Regions from separate parts of the Pan troglodytes genome. Here regions 2 and 3 are each linked to region 1. Evidence: chromatin contacts called from public Hi-C data. All regions are on one chromosome and are shown on one strand. The core of a region is the stretch at or near the end of the contact, and the rest is flanking DNA. Distances in the headings are between cores, read along the strand shown. Region 1 has its middle 110 kb from the start of TEX26. Region 2 overlaps ALOX5AP (arachidonate 5-lipoxygenase activating protein). Region 3 overlaps ALOX5AP (arachidonate 5-lipoxygenase activating protein).

What was found. Hi-C and Micro-C count contacts between places; a contact is called where the count stands out from the background.
Region 2: a Hi-C map of stem cell-derived neural progenitor cells shows a contact between it and region 1, with 7 times the contacts expected there. The contact joins two enhancer-like sites. A contact is called at or near these places in 2 of 7 Hi-C or Micro-C datasets (induced pluripotent stem cells and stem cell-derived neural progenitor cells).
Region 3: a Hi-C map of stem cell-derived neural progenitor cells shows a contact between it and region 1, with 6 times the contacts expected there. The contact joins two enhancer-like sites. A contact is called at or near these places in 3 of 7 Hi-C or Micro-C datasets (blood, induced pluripotent stem cells and stem cell-derived neural progenitor cells).

Annotation. Positions count from the first base shown.
Region 1 is chr14:30,212,163-30,216,104 of NHGRI_mPanTro3-v2.0_pri, reverse strand. No RefSeq gene overlaps it. Among named protein-coding and RNA genes, the nearest start is that of TEX26, 110 kb to the right of the region's middle. Within about 2 kb of position 1,289, at least 16 of the 24 cell types and tissues checked have an H3K27ac peak or open chromatin away from gene starts, as enhancers often do. A contact at or near this core is called in induced pluripotent stem cells and stem cell-derived neural progenitor cells, where this site is marked.
Region 2 is chr14:30,032,064-30,036,188 of NHGRI_mPanTro3-v2.0_pri, reverse strand. All of the region lies in intron 5 of ALOX5AP (arachidonate 5-lipoxygenase activating protein), which reads right to left. Among named protein-coding and RNA genes, the nearest start is that of MEDAG, 40 kb to the left of the region's middle. Within about 2 kb of position 2,333, at least 14 of the 24 cell types and tissues checked have an H3K27ac peak or open chromatin away from gene starts, as enhancers often do. A contact at or near this core is called in induced pluripotent stem cells and stem cell-derived neural progenitor cells, where this site is marked.
Region 3 is chr14:29,972,540-29,976,419 of NHGRI_mPanTro3-v2.0_pri, reverse strand. The region is part of intron 4 of ALOX5AP (arachidonate 5-lipoxygenase activating protein); the gene reads right to left. Among named protein-coding and RNA genes, the nearest start is that of ALOX5AP, 70 kb to the right of the region's middle. Within about 2 kb of position 2,414, at least 7 of the 24 cell types and tissues checked have an H3K27ac peak or open chromatin away from gene starts, as enhancers often do. A contact at or near this core is called in stem cell-derived neural progenitor cells, where this site is marked.

The DNA.
Region 1 (3,942 bases), core at 40-2,539:
CCTTGCGTTTGAGGAAAGGACGACCCAGTGCAAGACGGATGCTCCCCCTTGGCTTGGAAATCACGCGGGTCAAGTGCCTTGTCATGCATTAACAGCCTTTTAAGTTCCTAGGCAGATTAAGAGGAGCGGTGTAGATAAATGAAAAAGAGGAATCATGTGATCTGTCTTGGTAGCATAAACATTGAGACACAGCAGCTGCATTTAAACACAGCAATTTGCTAAACGAGTGGTTGGCGACTTTCCAGATGGCCAATGTGACACAGGGCTTGGATGAATCCTTTATTCAATCATGCATCTGTCTAGACAGAGACATTGAAGGCCAGGTTATAGCCACTGCAGGAGTGGCAGCAGCAGCAGCAGCAGCTTTGAAAGCCTTATATAAAACATGCTCGGTATTGCCCGTGAGGCAGCTTGGCCACAGATCAGCTGGAGAGGGTGCGGCGGCATGGTGTGTGTGGAGCCTCCAGGAAAGCCGTCTTCTCAGCTGAATGACGGCCAGCTTGGAACAAGGGCTCTCTCTCTGCCCGTCTTCCTACTGTGTCACTTCACACACCTACCCGAAGAGATGGGGGTGGGTGATCTTAGGGGAATAAGGCAGCAGTATCAGTGTGGAAAGCAGCAATACTGGTTGTGTTCTATGTCCCTTTTTTAAAAATGTGCACATTAAAGTCATTTCAAATGTGTTTTATCTTGAATTTCTAGTTGACTTAAAAATTCCCTAAGTAGATAAAAACAGATGCTTAGCTTTCAGCCATGACCCTACTTTGCCTTCCCTTTTCCCTCCTCCTAGCATTCAATTCAGTCTTGGATTGAGGACTTTGCTAGAGATGATATCCTGAAGTTAGTGGCTGTAGAGGCTAGGGGGTAGACAAGATGACCACTCAGCCCCAGTTCAACTGACTGATTTAAACCAAGTCAGGTAAACTGGAGGCACCCGATGGGCCTTTGGCGTGACTGATAAAAACAGGCAGCCAGAGGGCTTCCCTGGGCTGCAATGGGGACTTACGGGAAATGCAGCTCTACTGATTGGTTTCCCTCTGGTAAGTTGTATCTCCAAGCCTATTTTATTTTTATTCTTTTATTAAAAAGTTTCCATGGGCAAGGGTTTCACTGTGTTCAGCAGCCATTCGAGTGTTGTTACCGGAACGTTCTAAGCGTTTAGTAAGCAGCTCTGCCCCACCCCACCCCTGGAACCCTCAGGGCCAGCCACGATTCTTCGCCCTCCACACAGAGCAGCAGCTTCCGTTTACTTCTGACTCACAAGGAGCATTTTAACCCGATGAATCACCAGCAGCACTTCCTGTGACATTCTGGGGAAAACTACAGTTTGCTTAGGAAGGACTCTGAAGCACTTCACTTGCTGTGGTGTTTGATCTGCATGGGGTGGAAAAATTTCAGTTCTGCTCTGTGTGGACACACCGAAGCCTTCTCACCAACTCTTGGAAGTTTCCTATCATCAGGGCTAGGTCTACTCCATAGTCAGCCTGAAATGAATGGATTAAATGAACAAGGCTGTCCCCGGGAGGATACAGCATATCCCCCTCACTGATCTCACCCAGATGCCACTCCTTTTGTAACTGTTCTGGGCTTAGTTTACTCATCTGAACCACAAAGCACAGATAATTATCTAAGGGATGATGTTCTCAATTCTCCCAAAGGTGGTACCTCACCAGCGCCATTCTTCAGGTATAGGTAAGAAACAAATCCACACATACGAGAAATGCTTTAGGGTGTGGTCGGCCTAGACCTTATCAATGGAGGGCTTTGATAGTAAGAGTCCAGGCAAGGGTAAGGGAGTTGCCCTACTACCTAAGTTATGCCACAAGGTGAGAACAATGAGCTCTGAAACAGTTCCAAATTCGTTCAAGTCCTGGCAATGAGAAAACAGAAAGCGTAGAAAAGTCAGTGTTTTAACCTTCTACAGAAACAGTTCTCTTAGTATGTCAAATGTAATGCAGGTGAATATTATCGAAAGATCTTCAACTGCATGATCTAGGGCCAGGTATTACAAATCTAAAGCTGCCCCAAGGACAGTCACGCACCAAAACAGCCTTTGTGGCATGTGGTGACAAACCAAGTTCCCCTGGCTGTTGTCAGCGTATTGCAGAGGTGGCTTTCCTTATGCTGAGTATGACTGGGCCCCTGATTGCCAGGATACATGGCAATTAAGAAGCATGCAAATTGTGAAAACCTTGAAAACCAAAAGGTGATTAGGTGACAGATTAGGTGACAAGGCAGGCAGTCAGTGCTTCTGCTTTATAAATAAACTCATTTTTTCTCTTACACAAAACCTGAGGCTATGCTAGATGCCAACATGAGCTCTTTAATGCGACGTTCACGTTAAGCATTTTTATAACCTAATGAAAATTTGATTTTTAAAATGAGCATCAAATGAGGCCTGAAATACTGTTTGAAAATGTCACGACTTTTTAACATTTAAATATAGCTTTACACAGAGTCACCCTTGATTGACATTTTATTCCATTTCAGGTCTGTTAATTAAGAACCGTAGACACTAGCAACAAAGATTAAAGCAGCAGAGGCCGAAAACTTACTGAAATAAAATGCAGCTCTGATTTGCTCAGAACCCACATCAAAGCGGAAGCACGGATCCTGGCTCATGCACATCTGGTCCACTAGGGGGCAGTGAATGATCGCGCCTCCAGCGGGCGGGCTTGTTCTACATCCACCTGAAGTGTGCAGGCCTTTCACACAAGTGAGCTGCGCTGCCGCCAAGGCAGGTGTAGGGACTAGCCAGTTATTGCTACTAGCATAATATGCCAGAAGGATGAAGTGAAATTATCGTTTGAAAAACTGAACAATGAAAAAAGTTCATTTCTACCAATAAATTTGCATGGTAAGGAACAGGTGGTGCCGCTGTACCTGCCCGGGTCCTGTTCCCTGGCTCCTGGTGGAGGGCAGTGACCAGGCTGGGCTGCACCCAGAAGGGCAGCCACGGAGAGGGGTAGAGCCAGGGAGCCCCGTTTACGCAGTTGCTGGGGCTGGCAACCACCGGGCACGAGTGACCAAGGCGGGCTTCCCCTACTCATCCTGTCCCTGTGCCGGGGTCCATTTGGGGGAGTCCCAGGCCCGGAAGCCGAACAGCACACATCCGGGGGCACCATCCGAGCCATAGGCTGTGTGGATGCCCCCTGGAGCCGGGCAGTTCCCAGATCAGCCCCGCTCCCACCACGTGGGGGCCCTGTAGAGAGAAAGGCAACACCGGAGCAAAATTAGGAATTGGGGCCAGCTGGATTTCAATGTCTGCGTGTTCCCTTCTCATTCTTCTTCTATCCCCTCCTTGATTCAAGAATCTGGTGCCCTCCTGTCTTTGTCCAGTCCAAACCTGTTCTTCTAGGATATCCAGTCATTCACCTTCCACTGTTTCCTTCACCACCTCCCAAGGGAATTTGCATTTAAGCCTATTTATTTATTTTTTGAGACAAGGTCTCCCTCTGTCACCCAGGCTGGAGTGCATTGGAGCAATCATAGCTCACCGCAGCCTCAAACTCCTGGGCTTAAGCGATCCTCCCACCTCAGTCTTCTGAGTAGCTAGTATTACAGGCACATGCCACCATGCCTGGCTAATTTTCTATTTTTTATTTTTTGTAGAGGCGGAGTCTTGCTAGGTTGCCCAGGCTGGTCTTGAACTCCTGGCCTCAAGCAATCCTCCTACCTCAGCCTCCCAAAACTCTGTGTTTACAGGCATGAGCCACCTTGATCGGCAAGACTTATTTCTAATTCTGAAGCAAAATACAGAGAAAAGGTTTCTCCCTCCTGGCCCTGATTAACAAGAATCTCCCCTGCAAATGGAAAGGAAACCAGATGTGCCATTTCCCCCAGCACTCTGACTTCAGTGATTTTAGAGTGACTTCTGTGTTCCCAGACCCATTTCTTCACATAGTCACCTGGAACATCTCTTTTGTTTCCTCGAGAGTCAGT
Region 2 (4,125 bases), core at 1,084-3,583, 180 kb after region 1:
GAATAAAAAGAAGTGGTTTATGTTGCAGCATGAAAGATCTAAATTAGAATTTTTTAAAAAAACCTTCTAGATCTGGAGAGCTGATAGATTTTTCATTTCCTTGCTAAGGGAGTCTATGCAAGCTCTCTCTGGAAATCCTTTGAAATGGCTTAGAGACCGGATGTAGCTAGAATGAGTTTGGAGGAATCCAACATGAAGGTAGCCCAATACTAGGTTGCAAACAGGCTAGATGCTTTTGGGTTTGTAGACATGTTTGATTTGGCACTCCCAGTGTTTTACATGAAAATCCCAAATTCTGGCTTCTTTTGAAAAACCAGTTGATATGACAACCCAAGCCTTTCTGCCCCAGTTGGCCGCAGTCCATGCTGGAGCAGGGTCAGCCTGCCTCCTTGGACAGGGCCGGCACACTCCACTTGGCCTCAGCCCCTCCAGCCAGCTTAGCTACTGATGTTACCTTCCTGGGCTCTTTAGGCATATGAATTAGTGACCTCAGATGACACTGGTAGGGTCAACCTTTCAAACGTGCACCTTTCCACTTAGCCAAAATCAGAGCACGGACTAGAAGCTGAACTGCTCTTGCAGTGAAAGGACTGATTCCCACACTCCTATTTTATCCCTACATGAAAACATGGCAAAATCAACTTTCCTTCTTGCTTACCTTCTAGGAAAATCAGAAGTATTCACCAGGTGTTGAAATAGAAACTTATTTCTTATAATTGCCAACTTTGCTGAACTGAGTCACATGTTGATTTCTACCTAATGAAAAATCCAGAGCAGGCTGGAGTCTGACAGATAGAGCCCGATTCGCTATTTACTCTGGTGCTAATCACAATCATGTTTACAGGAAAATGCCCTCATCTGCTTCCAGCAGCTCCAGCCACTCAGCCATGTGAGCGCTGTCTTCAAAGTCAATTGCCTGTCATTTTGCTGATTTATGTTGAGCAACTGCAAGGACCCCTCGAGGTATTTGTAGCTAGCTTGATGATTCCCAGCTTATAAAGTGGCAGTGGGCAGAGTATTTCAGTTCAAATTCCCATCAAGACAGAATTTAAATCCCCAGCCCTGCTGCTCATATTTGCAATGTGAGCACTTTAGATAAGCAGAAACCATCAAACCCTAAATGCTGGGGGAAATACAACCTGGATTTCTTCAAATGGAGCCTAAGCCCAAATCTTCTTTCAGACCTTGGATAGGAAAGTGATTCTAACAGTTTTTAAAAGAGTGATCACATATGCTTTTTCCCAAGAAGTATTAACGACTGAGGCAAGACGGGCACTATCAGATTAGATTGGAGAAGCTGGGAAACGAATTTCCCTCACCGCCTGCCTGGATTCTTAACGTTTCAACCAGCAGAATCTAATTTCTTTGGAATTACTTGCCCTCTAACAGAAGTTTTCTTTTTAAAATGAAAATATTGCCGAAAAGGGAGACCTATTAAATTACTAACCCATTAGCTTCTGGTTTAGCTTCAATCTTAGAGAAGCCCATTTCCTTCTAAACCTGTCACCCCCTACACTGAAAGTGCTGGAGGTGCAGATCTCAGTGCACTGGGCTTGGCTGCTGAGATTCAGGGAGGTTAGATGGCGGGTAGAGTCACCCACGCGCTGTGGGATGGGGTCCCTTCCATGCGCTCTCCTGGCAAGTCCTGAACCACCAAAGGTGTAAGTGGATGTATTTTTCAGGTTCTCCCTTACAGCACTTTGAAGTCAAACACAAGATTTAAGGATTGCTCACAGCCTGCATTTTCTGTATTTCTGCATTTCTTGTTCACTCAATGTCTCAGGTATTTAATAACATACTCACTGTTAGGGCTCAGAGAAGCTGTTTAGAGGTTCAGCTCAGCCCCTTCGGGTCACAAAACTGAAATACAGTGACTTCCCCAAAGTCAGCAAAGCTCAAGGATCCTTAAGAACCCAGACATGTGAGATACTGAGTAATCCAAACTGAGGCCGACTCCAAAAAAGGGCTCCATTGACTCATCTTTTGGTCATCTCGCTCCAGCTCTCACTTAGAGAAAGTGCGTATTTCTTCCATTTAGAAAAGAGACTGCTCACGCTTTCCATGTCATTACATTTCTTTATTCCTCTCTTTATATTCCAGCTGCCTTTCTTCGTGTTTTTTGTCACTTGCCCTATTTAGCCATCTCCAAACTAGCTACCTGCCTCCGTGCCATGGAGCATGCTTTTCTGCAGCTTGGCCTCACGATTCTAGGCCAGCTTTTGCACCCACTACCCCCTCCATGCTTATAAAACTGGGTTCCCTGCTCCCTTTCTGTGTGCTGTTATGCTTCAGAAGCGCCACTGGGTGGCAGTGTCTCAGAGCAGTCCTGGGCCCTGCAACGTGGCTTTGGGCTGGGCTGCTGGTTGCTTGTCTGTTACAGCACAAAGAGGCCTGTGTGGACAGGCAGAGCAAAGAGAGAGCCACAGTGGTGCTCCGGAAAGGATGAGTATTAGATATTAAGGAAACGAGGGACAGAGGTCTGCGTACTGTGTCCTTTCGGAGCTTGCACTAGCCACAAGGCTGACATCTGCCGTCATTCTAACAAAGGAATCTCAAATCCTGAGGCTGTTTGGGAGGTGTCCTTGAAAAGAATGACTATAACCCTTTGCCCTCCCTGTTTTGATTTTCAGCCTACCATTGGGCCCTGATTCATCCATAAAAACAACAAACAAAAAATAAAAAAAAAAAGGCAATCCCCGTGAGCATTGTGTGTTTGCTGGACAGGATAGTAATGGCCTAATCCTTCTAATGGCTTTGGTCACTGCAGGATATTAGCTATTAGAAGGGTCTGTTTAAAAGGGGGTGGTGGGGGAAGGTAGGGCCATCTGCTGATTATAGCATGCATGAGGAATGAAGGGAACATTTAAAGAGACACCGTCCATTGATTTAGACACAAATAATTAGTTTGTAGTTGAAAAGGCATATTTAGGGCTTGAATTTTAGTATCTGAATCATTTGCTTAAAGTGCAAATGTGATGTCTCAGACTGGAGATGATCCCAGGAACTATTTGATTCCACCTTTCATGCTTTTTGTAAAGAACTTCTCCGGAGACTAAAAGGAATGTGGCCTGAAATGCATCAACATTGACGTCATGGGTTGGAGTCTGTGGAAGTCAAACCAAATGTTTTTATTATAAACAGGTCAGCCCAGGACCAAACTGTGAAGTACATGTTTGATTTCCATGTGTCCCACCCCCAGCCCCAGCCTTGGCCTCTGCACAGAACATAGTTCCCAACATCCCACCAGGTGGCCCAGCCCCCTCCTCACTGACTCCCCACTTCACCTTCCCTTCCAGGCCTGACAGCAAACTAAAGCAAAAGAAATCTTCCCAAGGATCGTGACATATTAGGAAATGAATGCACGCTCTCCATTCAGGAAAGCTGGGGACAGGCCAACCTCACCTCCCAAACGGGAAAATCCTAGACTAGAGGTGAGCAGAGACCTGGCTTCCCCTCTAGGCCAGGCCCTGGGTCCATAGGCAACAACTGTTCTGGGAAGTGGGAATTTTATACAGCAATTCAATGAGAAGGAAGATGTGGAGGGATGTATTTGGTATCAAATGCATCCTGTCATCCCACAAAATCAAAACTTTGGTCCCTGAACCAAGAGAACATAAAGCCTTAGGGAAAGACATTTCCTGAATATTGAGAAGTGAATGCTGAATAATGTAAGGTGGCGTAGGCTGCCTGTAGTGTCCCGGGAGTAGGTGATGCAAGTGTTGAGAGACAGGCACAGAGAAGCCACCCAGGGAAGCAGAGTCATGGAAGCCACCACGGGAGAGATGAAACACAAGTCAGGTCTTGAAGGAAGAGTAGATTCACCTGGCAAAGGAAAGGAGGGAGGGCATTCCTCGAAGAGCTTATATTAGCAAGATAATGGAGAACGGGAACACACAAGAATGAAAAGATGGCTTACATGGTTGAAGCGGAGAGTCTGAGAAGCGTAGTAGAAGAATAGGTAGCAGTAGATAAGGGTAAGATGGGGAATTCCTGAAGTTGGCTTTTTTTAGACTGCAAGGAACAGAGACACTTGATGTACCTGAAGTGAAGGGGATTGACTCTGAGATGCAGGAATGAGGCAGGAAGAGCACACAGCCCTGCGGAAGGAGTGATTAGGGCAGGTGG
Region 3 (3,880 bases), core at 1,165-3,664, 240 kb after region 1:
ATTTTACACTCAGTTGAGGAAACTGAGTCAAAGAGAAGAATGAAACCGACCTGAAATTACACAGCCAGTAACAAGGGGGGCTGGGAATGAACGCAGAGCCCTCCCACCCCAAGGTCCAAGTTCACGGCCGCTAGCAAGCATAGAGCCAGCATAGAAGGAGATGAAGAGCACAGACCTTGTGCCTTGCTTCCTGGCTCAGATCCCAGCTCTGCCACTTTTCAGCTGCGTGACTTTAGCAGGTTGCTAAACCTTTCTGTGCATCAGTTTTTTTGCGAGTAAAATGAGATAATAATAGGAGCTAGCACATGAGGCTGTATGTGGATTAAGTCAGTTAATATAAGTGAGTGCTGAAAACAGCCCCTGGGGTGTGTGTGTGTGTGTGCATGTGTGTGTGTGTGTGTGTGTGTGCTGTGTGTCTGCTGTCGTACATCCTAAATACGACTTCTCATTCCTGCACAATCTTGTTAGCTCCTTCTTCACCTGTCAGTGAAGAATATCTAACACCTGAAACCCTTGCCAATTATTTTGGAAAGAGACTTTCTGGAGGAGGTCAGCAAATGCCACTTTCCAGCTGTTGTATCTTCTTTCCATCCAGCTGGACATTGCTAGATGATATCTGCTGCTTGCAAAGGTGCTGGGAGGCCTTGCTTCCAGGGCTTGGTGGGCACCACGTTACCCAGAGGAGACGGTGCCCAGCCAGCCTCTGCCAGATGGGTGACTGGGCACCACCCCTGCTGCTGATGCCACTGGCACTCCCCAGGCAGAGGCGGCTCTGTTCTCTGAAGCCCTCATTGTGCCAGAGCCATATGGGGCCACCGCCGGCCACCTGCCTGCAGGGCCTGACATTAGCACTTGAGGGAATTGGCTTTTGGTTTTTCCCACAGAATCCATGAACTCATGGGAGGCTGCGCTGTGAGTCAGAAATGAGAATTAACCCTCCTCTCCAGCGCCAGAAGCCCTGTTATTATCCCCCAGCCCCATTTTCCTCATTCCCCGACTTCGCCTCCTCCCAACCTCCTTCAGTCAGAGGTCCTCAACCCGACTCCCTGTGAAGGCCCGCGGGATGGCCTTGGGGGACCTGCACTCTGACACTGGACATGTGCAAATCCTGGGAAGATGCTCACAGTTATCAGCATCCTCTCAAAAGAGGTTCATCACCTGAAAAAGTCAAGGACACTGGCTTCTATAGGATGAGCCAACCAGTTAGGTTGTACCCTCCGGGAAAGGCTCCCAGATAGAGTTATGTGTGCAGAGGGGCTATGGCTGAGTAACTCCTGTGGAGGGGCCAGGGGAGAAGTGAGCCAGCCCCACAGAGAGCTCTGGAGCACAGACCACCCAGGAGAGGAATCCCGTGGTGGGCAGAAATGCCAGGCCTTTGGGCCACTTCCTTGCTCTGATGTGGGCCTGGGCCAGCCCAAGGAGGGCACAGTCCTTTTTGAAAGCTGAAGCTTAGTCTGACGAGCTGTGAGTGGACAGCTGTCAGTAGCCACGCTCCTTGTAGCTGGGCCTGGAATCCTTCCTGGAAGGCGAGTGCCATGCCTGCTGCATGGCCCTGGGCAGCTGCTGTGCACAGCTGCTGGCGGACCCTCACTAAGGTCCATCAGACCTGCCAAGGCAAATCTGAATCCTATATGTGACTCCATCTAAGCCAAGCTGGGACTCTTCCACTCTTAACTTAGAAAATGTGCATTCCCAGCTGCTAGGTCCTGAACTTGACCTGGGGAAGAGAACGACAAGGCCATGCTTGGGCAGGAGAAGCTAGGTGTAGGCAAGGGAATCTTTACCTTATGAATGGGTTGTATACATGTTGCTTGTTGTTTAGAGAGTGGAATACATTTTGTCCTGGAAATCCTACTATAAATGGGGGGATGCGTACCCGGGCCTTCTTGCAAAAGCCTGTTAAATTCCTAATGATGTTGAAATGGTGGGAAGGGTCATCCAGGGAGGACCTCCACGCCCACCCATCTCCTCTGGGTTGCCCGGGCAATCCTGCAGGAGCCGAGGTTGGACGCAGCTGACCCCAACAGACAGGAGAAACACGCCAGCACCACCGGAGAGAACCAGGCTGAAAGGGTGACCCAGGGCTTCCGTGGCCTAGAATTACAGAGACATCGCATGGCGCAAGGTTCCAAGTAGGGTTCGCGGCGGGGAGGGCCCCTGCCGCAAAGGGACTCAGTCTTGTGCGAGGGAGGTCAAGTCGCTTCTTGATCAGCCGTATTTCTTGCCTACACTTGACACCGTCAGCAGCCCAGGCGCCTTTCCGGTCACCCTCACGGAAAGGCTCATCCACGCTGGAAGGAGGGCACCTCCTCGTTAACCTCTAGCATGCCAGTGCCTGCCACCCCAGGGCGCGGGAGCCCGCAGGAGCAGGCGTGTGGACGTCCTGAGAGCTGCCACTAGATGGCGCGTCTGCCCTGCCTACTTAGGAGCCCCGCTCAGGGCACCGGGTGCGGGAGCCCGGCTAATTGCCCTCTAATGAGAAGGCTGCTCCCAAAGTGCCCTCCTCGCAGGGAAAGCCCCAGGCTCCTATCAAAGGGAATGGCTTATTTATCCTCTAACGTGAAGAAGCTTCCACACAGCATCAATTAAACACATTAAATGTGACCAGAGTGAGAAAACATCTAAAGGATAGAATATTGAGTTGTTGCCACTGACAAATATCAAATCACCCATTCTGGTCTCGGTGGCGTGTACAGTTGACCTTGAACAACACAGGTTTGAACTGCGCGTGTCCACTTAGAGGTGGACTTTCTTCTGCCTCTGCCACCCCTGAGACAGCGGGACCACCCCCTCCTCTTCCTCCTCCTCCTCAGCCTACTCAGAAGACCACAAGGCTGAAGGCCTTTATGGCGATCCACTTCCACTTAATGAGTAGTCGACATATTTTCTCTTCCTTATGATTTTTTAAATAACAATTTCTTTTCTTTAGCTTACTTTATTGTAAGAATATAGTATATAATACATTAACATACAAAATATGTGTGAATCGACTATTTATGTTATCAATAAGGCTTCCAGTCAACAGTAGGCTATTAGTAGTTCAGTTTGGGGGAGTCAAAAGTTGTATATAGATTTTAAACTGTGTGGGGATTGGCACTCCTGAAGCCTTCATTACTCAAGAGTCAACTGTAGGTGGGCCCTGGGAAGGTTCTCAATTTTTTTTTTTTTTTTTTTTTTGAGACAGAGTCTGTTTCTGTCACACAGGCCTGAGTGCGGTGGTATGATTTCAGCTCACTGCAACTTCCACTTCCAGGATTCAAGCGATTCTCCTGCCTCAGCCTCCGAGAAGCTGTGACTACAGGCGCGTGCCACCATGCCCGGATAATTTTTGTATTTTTAGTAGAGACGGGGTTTCGCCATGTTGGCCAGGCTCGTCTCAAACTCCTGACCTCAAGTGATTCACCAGCCTCGGCCTCCCAAAGTGCTGGAATTAAAGGTGCGAGCCACTGTGCCTGGAAGGTTCTCAAATTTTCTGAGATCAGATGGAGTCTGCCCCTCCACCTGGCAGGCAGAAGGCTGGGGCTTGCAGAGATGTGGTGTCTGTTACCCGAGACACTGCAGGTGACCTTGCCTCTTACTAACTTTTCTTATCAGTACCATTTGGACCCTCACACTCATGAAGATGTGGGTGATAATGTGGAGGTTAAATAACATGGTCACTGATGATATTTTCTATACTGTCTGTTTGCAGGGCAGAGTCTTAAAGATCTGGACCACAGCAGACCTGAATCAAATAAGAATATGCCCAGATATGGGGTATTTGGGAGCAGATTATGAAACAAGGAAACTGAAGTCCTAAGCAGATCCACAGTTCCAAATTCTGAACCGCTTGAGGCCACATCAGATACAGGATGCTATTATGCTATTAGGGCTGTGGCTT